Linked DNA regions of Mus musculus: region 2 is linked to region 1. Evidence: chromatin contacts called from public HiChIP or PLAC-seq data. All regions are on one chromosome and are shown on one strand. The core of a region is the stretch at or near the end of the contact, and the rest is flanking DNA. Distances in the headings are between cores, read along the strand shown. Region 1 has its middle 48 kb from the start of Gm10445. Region 2 has its middle 7.3 kb from the start of Cyp26b1.

Region 1 (5,015 bases), core at 1,402-3,901:
CTGGGGTGGCTTGCCCCCTCTCATTCCTCCCTTGCTCCTTGAGGACTTGTAAGGTGCACATCTTTGGATTCCATTCTTGGTGTCCCAGTTTCAGGCCCAATGAGGACCACTTTTGAAAACAGATTTTGTTTCCCTCTTTCTTTCCCAGCTATCGTGACCACCTATGTCCCTTCTTCCCCCAACTTTCTACTCTCCTTGCTCCAGAACTGTTCTTTCTGAAGCAGGTTCCTTGGTACCCCTAGCACCGCCTTTGTCTAAGGCCATTCCTATGCAACAACTACCATCTATGTCTTCAATCTAGTGCATACCACTGACATTACTCTGCACTGCTCATCATAACTATATATGTAAATGCATAATATGCATGTATATAATGTCTATGTGTAATGTACATGTATAATGTATATGTGTAAATATATATAAAGAGGGGGGAGTAGATGTGTGCATGTGTGTGTGTGTGTGTGTGTGTTTCCATGAGTGCAGGTGCTGGCAGAGGCTAGAAGAGTGTGTCAGGTGCTGCTCTGGAGCTGAAGTTACAGGTGATTGTAAGCCACCAGACATGGGAGCTGAGAACAAAATTCATATCCTCTGCAGGAGCCACATGCTCTCCTAATAACTGAGTCTCTGACCCCATCACCATATCTCTGTCACCATCATTACCACTGCTCACAACAACAAACACCCTTACCAGCAACCACCACAGACCCCAGCTTCTCACCATCTCCTGCAACCAGTGGGCGTCTCACAAGTAGAATCACCCTGGGCATCAATTCCATGGCCTCTGAACTGGCTGCCTCTGCGGACCCTGACTTGAACCTTACCCAGGATCTTGCTTGGCACATCCATTCTGCTTTGACTATTCAGGAATTTCATGAGTTTCCCAGTCAGCTGAGGGTGGTGACCCTCAGGAGCCCCACACTGCTGGAGGCATCTACTTGGGGACCCCAATCTACCTCACTGCAGAGGCAGCCTCAGGATCTTACATTTTCCAGGGGTATTTTCTGGGGTTCCCACCCTTTGGACCTCATCCCCTAGAGAACCTAAGCTGAAAACCTTTCGCTGATTACCACACTGATAGAAATTCCTGAGGGAGGTATCCTCTCAGGAGCAGTTCCTCCCGGGTGCTCCCTTTCCTGTACTGGCAGAAAAGAGCTTTCCCAGAGAATCCTGTGCTGGTGAGGGTGGGCTCTCTTGAGAGACCCCTGGACTGACAAGTGACGCTACTCTCTAATAGAAGTCTGAGGTTGCTGGCAGATACAGGACACAAATGTCAAGAGCAGTGCTTTTCCGGCCAGCGTGTGAGAAAGCAGAGCTACACCACGTACCACAGAAAATGTCAAGTTTCACAGAGGATGCGGACCTCGGCTCCAGCAGCCAGTAGATCAATGGCCCTGCTAGTAAGGTGTTCTAAATGTATCCTTAGGCTGCAGCAGCCCCACAGCTCTGTGTTTTAAGGCTCTGGCTTCCCCCCGGGGATGGCCCAGCTGGCTCGCAGCCTGGGTGTGGCTATGGGCACGTGCCAGATCCTTGTTGCTTCCACAGCCGCTCCCTCTTTCCAGGTTATGTCCACCACACCCGGCGCCAGCTCCTGTCCTGGCAGACCCAAGTGCAGACACAGGGCCTGGGGCACTCGGGGCCAGGAAGGTGTGGAGAGGTGCCTGTGGCCAGATGTAATAAATGCCTTCCTCTACCTCCAGGAAGTCCTGAGCTCAGGTAATTACGTTCTGCCCTCTTATCCAGGAAGGATGTTACCTTGTGTGTGGGGATAAGCCAAATGATGACCAAGAGGTGCCATCCTTTGGGAACTGCTGTCTTCTCATTTGTTCACGATTACTAAATGCTGTTTCATGCTGCCATTCTGGTTAGACCCTCAAAGTCCCGCCCACTTTCCCAGGTTTCTTCTTCGGAAAGTCTCACTACAAGCTTACCCTCTCCAGGATGGTATCCCCTGGCTTTGATCCTTTTTTCCTTAGAGAGTACGCTCCAAATTTCCATGAATCCATTTCTTTATGTGCATGTATGTGTATGCATGTCCATGTGTGTGTTTGGGTGTATGTGTGTGTGGAGGTCAGAAGTCAACTTTGGGTGTCATTCCTCCAGAGCTAAGATTAGCTTTTCTTTGAGACACTGGGGTTTGTGGTTTGCCAGTTAGGCTCAGCTGACTAGGCAGGGAGCTCTGGGGATCCTTCTGCCTTCACCTCCTAGCACGTAGGTTGCAAGCACACCCCCACAACCCAGTGTTTAACATAAGCTGTGGAGCTTGGCCCCAGGCCCTCCAGTTTCTATAGCAAGTATTGCACCGTCTGAACTCCATCCCCAGTCTGACCTCAAACAAACCTTGATCTCACATCCTTAGTGCTGACCATGGATTGAATCTAACCCTGACCACCAAAGACGCTGCTGGCTTTGGAACAGCATGCTCCAACTCTGTTTGCTGCTTTTAAGAGAGAACTGTTGGGCCAGCCTCTGCCCTCTGCAGCAGTGGGTCCTGACATGCAATAGCCGCTCCCACAAAGCATATCTGCACACTTGCTGTATTCTGCTTTGAGGTCCTTCCATTTCAGTTCCATCCTCTCTTCTCCAGGGAGCAGAGGAAACGGGACGTGGGCTCCAGTCACAAGGGCAGGAATTCCCCTCTAAGCTCGGAGCTTGGAGCCAGCGGCCACCTAGTGGTGTCCCCATGTCACTGCGCCACTGTATCTCCTATACTTGCATGGGCTGGGCATTTGAGTGGTAAAATGTGTGGGAAGCAGACACCATGAAGACTTTGGAACCTCCGTGTGTTAGCGGTAGCAGAGGGGATTCTCTTCCCCAGCATCCCCCACTTCCCTCCAGCCCAGTTAACCTCTGCAGACACCACAGTGGTTCAGAACAGTCCACCTACTCCCACCCTTGCCTTTCTCATTTGCCTCTCTCAGATTTTCTTGTTCTCAGCCTCTGTCTCTTCAGTATCTCTATGTCCTTCTGTTAGTCTGTCCTCTTTCTTATTTCAACTAACTCTTCAGCATCTCATGCCTATTCTCACACACACACACACACACACACACTCACACACACACACACACACTCACACACACACACACACTCACACACACACACACACACTCACACACACACACACACTCACACACACACACACTCACACACACACACACACACACTCACACACACACACACTCACACACACACACACTCACACACACACACACACACACACACTCACACACACACACACACACTCACACACACACACACACACACACACACACACACACACGTATTCTTGCTTGACATCTCAGGACTTCCTAAGCCCATGAAAGTATCACTCTTTTGTCTGTTTGCATTATCTTATTTTATTTGTTACAAGGAGTCTAATGTAGCCTGGAATAACCTCAAAATCCTGACCCTCTTCCCACCATTTCTTAAATGCTGGGATGGTAAGTCTTGATGCTTTCAGTGGAAACCTGAACCTCAGCTACTGGCTCATAATAAAATCTATAAGTATCATAAGGAGAGTGATCCTGAGACTGAATATTTCCATGTGACAAAGAAGGAGAAAAAAGAAGGGGAAACCATCTCCTGCCCCCTGAAAAAGAGCTGTTTCTTGGGACAGCACACCCTATTAGTGATGGACTTAGAAGCTTGTCCAGCATCCCCCTCCCCCCTCACTTCCCAGATATCGTTTTCTTCTCTAGGCCAGTGTGTCCTGGCACACGCAGCTCTTGCTTTCTGTTGCATTAGCCTTAATTCTTCAAGGCTGGATGATACTGCATTAGATAGCCCCTAGACACACAGAAACACATCCTGGAACACTAAAGCCAAGTTCCTGATTTGGGAAAGGAATGACAAGACCAAGATCGCTGAGTTAGAAGCAGAGGATTCTTGGTCCAAACTCGTTGAGATCCGACCATCCGAGGAGATTAATGAGATGGATGGACAGGTGGACAGACTCAGAGTTCCGAAGAAGACCATGCCATGATCTTTACTACTGATCTACACTTCCTCGAAGTTCTCAGTGCCGTGAACAAAACTGTAGTAGACATGAAGAATGTGCAGAAGAGAAGGTTTCACAGACAAAGCACCCTTTGTAAGATATACTGTGACCTCCAGGGGAGCAGCCACCCCCCACAGGTGTGAATAGCACACCCACAGACCTGACCAGAGTGCTCAGTTTTGCAGGATGAACTTTGGAGAAGCCAAAGCAGAATGTGTGAAGAGGCCAGCCAAGACTCTGGCTTTGAATGGCAGCGTCATTCTGCAGGAGGAGGATGAAGTTTGCCCACTCCACCCCCTATCACAGAGGAGAGCCACTATGCCTTTGATTCTTCCTCCAGAGGCTCCAGATCATTGGCAGGAGGTATGAAACAGTCTCATAATGAACTCATGATCCTCCTGTTTCTGCCTCCAGACTGCTAGGATTGCAGGAGTTCACTGGGCCTCCTGGAAGGTCCAGTCTTCTAATGTCACCACCAGGGGAATTATGTTTCAGCGTGAGTTTTGGAGAAAATACAGTCAAACCATAGCGGTGAGCAGGGAGCTGATTCATAGAAGGAAGCACAGCTTTAGCCCAACGCTCAAAAGACAGAGGCAAGATGGGCTCTAGGAGTCTGAGGCCAGCCTGATCTCAAACCAGTCTCAAAACATCTGGGTAAACCTGGGCTGCCCAGGGAGACCTTGTCTTCTAGAATCTCTTGTACTCTATGAAAGAATCCCCTGTCAATAAAAATGTTGTTGGCCTATTAGCTTAGGCAGGAAATAGGGAGGTGGAAGTTCCGGTACAAAGAGGTGTCTTGTGGAAAGGCAGGTGCTGGTGGAGGAGATTCAACCCCACAGACAGAGGAAAATGGTTGCATGTAACCAAGGGCCAGGTAACCAGCCACGTGGCAGAACTTAGAACAGAATAACAAGATTTAAGTTATGAGCCAGGCAGGGAAGGACCCAAAGCTTTTGACCTAGGTGTTTATTCATATATAAAAAAGTCTCAGAGGCATTATTTTGGGGAATTTGGTGTGGGT
Region 2 (5,015 bases), core at 1,118-3,617, 230 kb before region 1:
CAGACTTGAGGAAATGCCTGTAAACTAAGATAAATAATATGAAGGGGTTTTACACAGTTGGTAGAGATAAATCTGAAACCTAGGGAAAAATAATGTACTTACAACTATTACAGGTATATACATATAGAGAGACATAGATACATGATGAAAATTGTACCAGGGGGCTGGCGAGATGGCTCAGCAGGTAGGGGCACTGACTGCTCTTCTAAAGGTCCTGAGTTCAAATCCCAGCAACCACATGGTGGCTCACAACCACCCGTATTGAGATCTGACACCCTCTTCTGGTGTCTGAAGACAGCAACATTGTATTTATTTATAATAAATAAATAAATCTTTTTTTAAAAAAGGAAAGAATTTTAAAAAATAAAATAAAAATAAATTAGAAAAAAGAAAATTGTACCAGGAAGATAAAGGAAAGCCACTCAGCATGGGAAGAGAAAGAGAGCTGCTCAGAGCTGTGGTCAATAGCTAAAGATTATTTTTCTATTTCTGAATGTTTTCCCCACTTTACTTGACAGATCCACTGGAGCATAGTGCAATAATAGAATCGTCAAGACTGCTCTTCCTGGGCTGCAGTCAAAGAACTCTTGTTCTCCGTTGCTGTGGGATTTTCTAGAGTTTATCAATGTAAGGGAGTTTTCTTCTATCCCTAGGCCACTGTAAGTGTTTACTCAAAATTCCCATTGGATGCCAGCAAAGCTTTTTCATCTTTTCATTGGAATGTTCATTGTTAAAAATCTCTAACTATAGTGATGTTCCTTTGCTGAAGGTCTTTTAGTTCACGTATAGCTTTGTTCCATTTGGTCAAGGTGCTGTTATCTTGGTGAACTTCTGGGTGTTATTTGGTAACATTAAATAGGATTTTTATATAAATATTAAAAGATAGGGCTTATCTGTTTCTCCTCCTCCTCTTCTTCCTCCTCCTCCTCCTCCTCTTCTTTTGAGACAAGGTCTCAGAATGTGACCCTGTCTGGCCTGGAATGTGATATATAGACCAGGCTGAACTCAAAGAGATGCATCTGCTTCTGCCTTCAGAGTACTGGGTTAAAAGATGTGACCCACCAAGCAAAGCAATGTCTATGCTCCCTGATGTCTTCAACAACAGAATTTTGGTTTTTGTGTGTGCTCATGTGTGTTTGCAAATTGCTATCTTAGAAATCTAAAAAGTAGCCAGGCAGTGGTGGCGCACGCCTTTAATGCCAGCACTTGGGAGGCAGAGGCAGGCGGATTTCTGAGTTGAAGGCCAGCCTGGTCTACAGAGTGAGTTCCAGGACAGCCAGGGCTGCACAGAGAAACCCTGTCTCGAAAGAAAGAAGGAAAGAAAGAAAGAAAGAAAGAAAGAAAGAAAGAAAGAAAGAAAGAAAGAAAGAAAGAAAGAAAGAGGAGAAAGAGGAGAAAAAAGAAAAGAAAAGAAGAGAAGAGAAAAGAAGAGAAAAGAAAAGAAAAGAAAAGAAAAGAAAAGAAAAGAAAAGAAAAGAAAAGAGAAGAAAAGAGAAGAAAAGAAAAGAAATCTAAAAAGTTCATGTGGAATGCCAGGGCCAGGAAGCAGGAGTGGGTGGGTTGGGAAGCAGGGGAAGGGGTTGGAGGGGATAGGGGATTTTTGGAGGAGAAACTAGGAAAGGGGATAACATTTGAAATGTAAATAAAGAAAATATCTAATAAAAAATCTAAAAAGTTATTTGTTCTTCGTTTTTTAGACGGTCTTTTTAAAAATGGGGCTATAACAAATATTTATTCTGTAACAAATATATATTCTCATGCTAAATAATTTTATTTTTTATTTATTTTAATTTCTCCCCATTTATTGCTGATTGCTGCCCCCCCCTCCCCATTTGTTTCTTGGCAATGTGTTTCTTCCCTTTGTGAAGGCTGAAGGAGGTAGGAGGAGCTGTGATTCCTGCAAGCTATGGGAGGGAGGGGAATCAGTTGGAGCAGGATGATGTAACCTAGGCAAACAGAAGACAAAAGAATTAAGTGTATGTAGTCTCTAAACAACTCTTACACAGTGTGAAGGTGCCTGCGGATCCATAGCAGTGGGGACTGGGATAAAGGTTACATTCCAGAAGCAGCATGAGGACTAGGACATGGGTCAGAAGTAGAGTTCTCTTCTACCATGCCTAAGGGCCTGGCTCAGTGCTGAGCACCATACCACCAGAATAAACATGGAAGTTTCTAATTAACTAAATAAATAGCCAGAAGTCAGGAAAATGGTAAACTAATATTGATTTCAAAGAAGAAGAATTAATTTTGGACATGCCTAGATCATGTTTGCCTTGATGAAGATCTGGCCTGGTGGCATAGGCTTGTAATCCCAGCTACATGGGAGGTTGAAGCCAGAGAGTCAGGGCTTTAAGGCTTGTCTAGGCTAGAGAGCAAGTGAGGGTGGGGCAGAATGTGGTCACATTGCTGAGATCACCCTGCCAGTCAGCTGTCCCTGTTGTTTAGATAGAAAATCCCAAAGCCCAGGAACAGTATTCTCAAAGTTGTACTAACTGCCATCCTCTTCCCTCATCTCTGGTCCTTAGTGAGATATCAGTGCAGGCCTGGGGAGATGCTCAGCTGGGAAAGGCTTGCCTAGCAAGCATGGGAACCTGTGTTTGATCTCCAGATCCATATACAAAGGAAAGATGACATGGTAGCAGATGCTTTTTTTATTATATATTTTCTTCATTTACATTTCAAATGCTATCCCGAAAGTCCCCTATACCCTTCCCCCACCCTGCTCCCCAACCCACCCACTCCCACTTCCTGGCCCTGGTGTTCCCCTGTACTGGGGCATATAATCTTCGCAAGACCAAGGGTCTCTCCTCCCATTGATGGCCGACTAGGACATCCTCTGGGTAGCAGATGCTTCTAACACTAGTGCTGGGCAGCAAAGACTGAGTTTGTCCTCTAACCTGACTATCAACACACATGTACACCCCCTTCCCCCCCACACACACACACCTGCATGCAAACTGTAGACCCAGGATTCTTAAGTAAGTACTTTCAAGCTAATGGAGATACAAGCTTGGTTAGAGTCTGAAGGAAAAACATGTTGACAAATAACTAGGATCGAGTTACTTAAATAGAAGTCAAAGGGGTCTTGAAGTGACCAAGAAGCAGAAGAACATGTGTCATGGCCATAGACACCAGAGCCTCAGAGGGATGCGATGCATGTACCTGAAATCCTTAGAGTCCTTCACTAGATAACAACATAAAATGAACTGCTGAGCTTCACAGCAGTTCACTCCCCGCCCCCCTACCCCCCGCCCCCCCCCACACACCTTCTTAACACACCTTATCCTCTTACCTCCCCTTCCCCTCCCCAATAGTTCATTCATGCCTTAGGCACCACAGTAGGTCGGCGCATGGATGAGGAAGATAAAAATGCCAGGGTGGTCTGCGTAGAATGTTCTAGAATGCCAGCAGCACTCTGGAAACATTCAGAAAAACTGGGATAGCAGTGCTTGATTGGAAAAGGTAAGAATTTACCAAGAGGTGAAAGAAGGAAGTTCAAAGGGAAAAGATAGTAAAGGGATATGAATGGAAGGAGGCAGTGACTGGTGTGAAGACTCGGATCATGCCATGCCCACCACACTGAGCAGAACACACAGCCATGTGGGTCTCTGAATGGGAAACCCTTGCCTGAGCCTGCAAATGTGGGCTAGGTGGTTCCTCTGAAGAGCCATCCCGTAGAAGAAAACCTAATTTGGATATGTGCACATCCTAGAGCCCCATTAACTCTGGGTTAAACACTCAGAAAAAAATAGCATTTCCTTCCCAGTGCGGTGGCAAGCAATACTGCAGCTCTCTGCCACTAACCCCATCCCTCTTCTATAGTGCTCCCCTCTTTTTTTTACATATATATTTTCTTTATTTACATTTCAAATGTTTTCCCCTTTCCAGGTCTCCTCTTCAGAAACCCACTATCCCATCCCTCCTCCCCCTACCTCTATGAGGGTGCTCCCCCACCCACCTACCCATTCCTGTCCTCCTGCCCTGGCCTTCCCCTATACTGGGGCATCAAACACCCTCAGGCCCAAAGGCCTCACCTCCCACTGATGTCCAACAAGGCCATCCTCTGCCACATATGTGGCCAGCGCCATGAGAGGCTCCATGTGTATTCTTTGGTTGGTGGTCCAGTCCCTGGGAGCTCCAGGGGATCTGGCCTGTTGACACTGTTGCTCCCTCCTTGGGCTGCAACCCCCCTCAGCTCCTTCAGTCCCTTCTCCAACTCCTCCATCGGGACCAGGGTATTCCCCTCTTAGCCTCATCCCTCTTCCATGGTGCTTGCTCCCTGCCTCAGCCCCATCCCGCCTCCAGATTTGTCTACTCTGGCACAATCACTTGGGACTCCTGTTCTAATCCTGGCTCTTCTCTGGCTCCAGAGGTGACCTTGGCCCAGTTACACCTTCCCTCTGTACCTTGAGTCTTTCCTTTTCCCTTCTGGGTGCATACTTTCTTTGGTTCTATTTTTGTATTTCCCTAGTAATGGCCCCCAGGAAGGAAATCCTGCCTCAAACCCCCAGGTGTCTCCAAAGTTCTGACATCCTCCTTAATCTTCCAGCTCTGTGACCCCACCTGGTGAGGAGGAGCTACAAATTAGGATAGTAATGGCCCTGCTGATTGCATTAAGGGGTCCTAATGCAATATGCTCTCATGGGGACCATCCATCAGATCAGAGGCCCTCCCCAAGTCCCTGCCACCTCAGTCACATTAGTGAGTCAGCCCATTTATCACTACCACACACCTCCATGGAGACTGGCCTAGACGGATGAGGGGCCAAATCAGATTTATGAGGAGGAATCCTGGGAAAAAAATCAGCCCCATCCATCTCCTAGACACCAAGAAGGGAGTCCTGGTCCCCACTCCCTCCAGTGCTCCATCGGGGAACAAACGGGTGCTAACTGGGAAGCCAGCCTTTGTTTTCCTGAAGGCCCAGAGTTGCCCAGCACAGCCCTGCAAGTGGCCTGTCTTGCAGTCCCATTCTGAAGTAAAGCCTCTCCTAGGACCAGCAAACAGGGCCAGTGCTG

Evidence for each region. HiChIP or PLAC-seq counts read pairs in DNA pulled down with a chosen protein or histone mark.
Region 2: a contact with region 1 is called in a FOXA1 HiChIP or PLAC-seq map of pancreatic cancer cells. The contact joins two enhancer-like sites. A contact is called at or near these places in 16 of 39 promoter capture datasets (3T3-L1-derived adipocytes, the C10 cell line, the HPC-7 cell line and 12 more), 1 of 15 datasets of contacts at CTCF or cohesin (embryonic stem cells), 13 of 484 Hi-C or Micro-C datasets (the 3T3-L1 cell line, the HL-1 cell line, the N1E-115 cell line and 8 more), 8 of 115 datasets of contacts at active chromatin or transcription factors (craniofacial prominence, embryonic basal ganglia, embryonic forebrain and 5 more) and 4 of 9 other capture datasets (adipose tissue, embryonic stem cells, liver and 1 more).

Annotation. Positions count from the first base shown.
Region 1 is chr6:84,373,342-84,378,356 of GRCm38.p6, reverse strand. No RefSeq gene overlaps it. Among named protein-coding and RNA genes, the nearest start is that of Gm10445, 48 kb to the left of the region's middle. Within about 2 kb of position 2,651, at least 7 of the 459 cell types and tissues checked have an H3K27ac peak or open chromatin away from gene starts, as enhancers often do. A contact at or near this core is called in the HL-1 cell line, the N1E-115 cell line and pancreatic cancer cells, where this site is marked.
Region 2 is chr6:84,598,688-84,603,702 of GRCm38.p6, reverse strand. No RefSeq gene overlaps it. Among named protein-coding and RNA genes, the nearest start is that of Cyp26b1, 7.3 kb to the right of the region's middle. Within about 2 kb of position 2,367, at least 29 of the 459 cell types and tissues checked have an H3K27ac peak or open chromatin away from gene starts, as enhancers often do. A contact at or near this core is called in the HL-1 cell line, the N1E-115 cell line and pancreatic cancer cells, where this site is marked.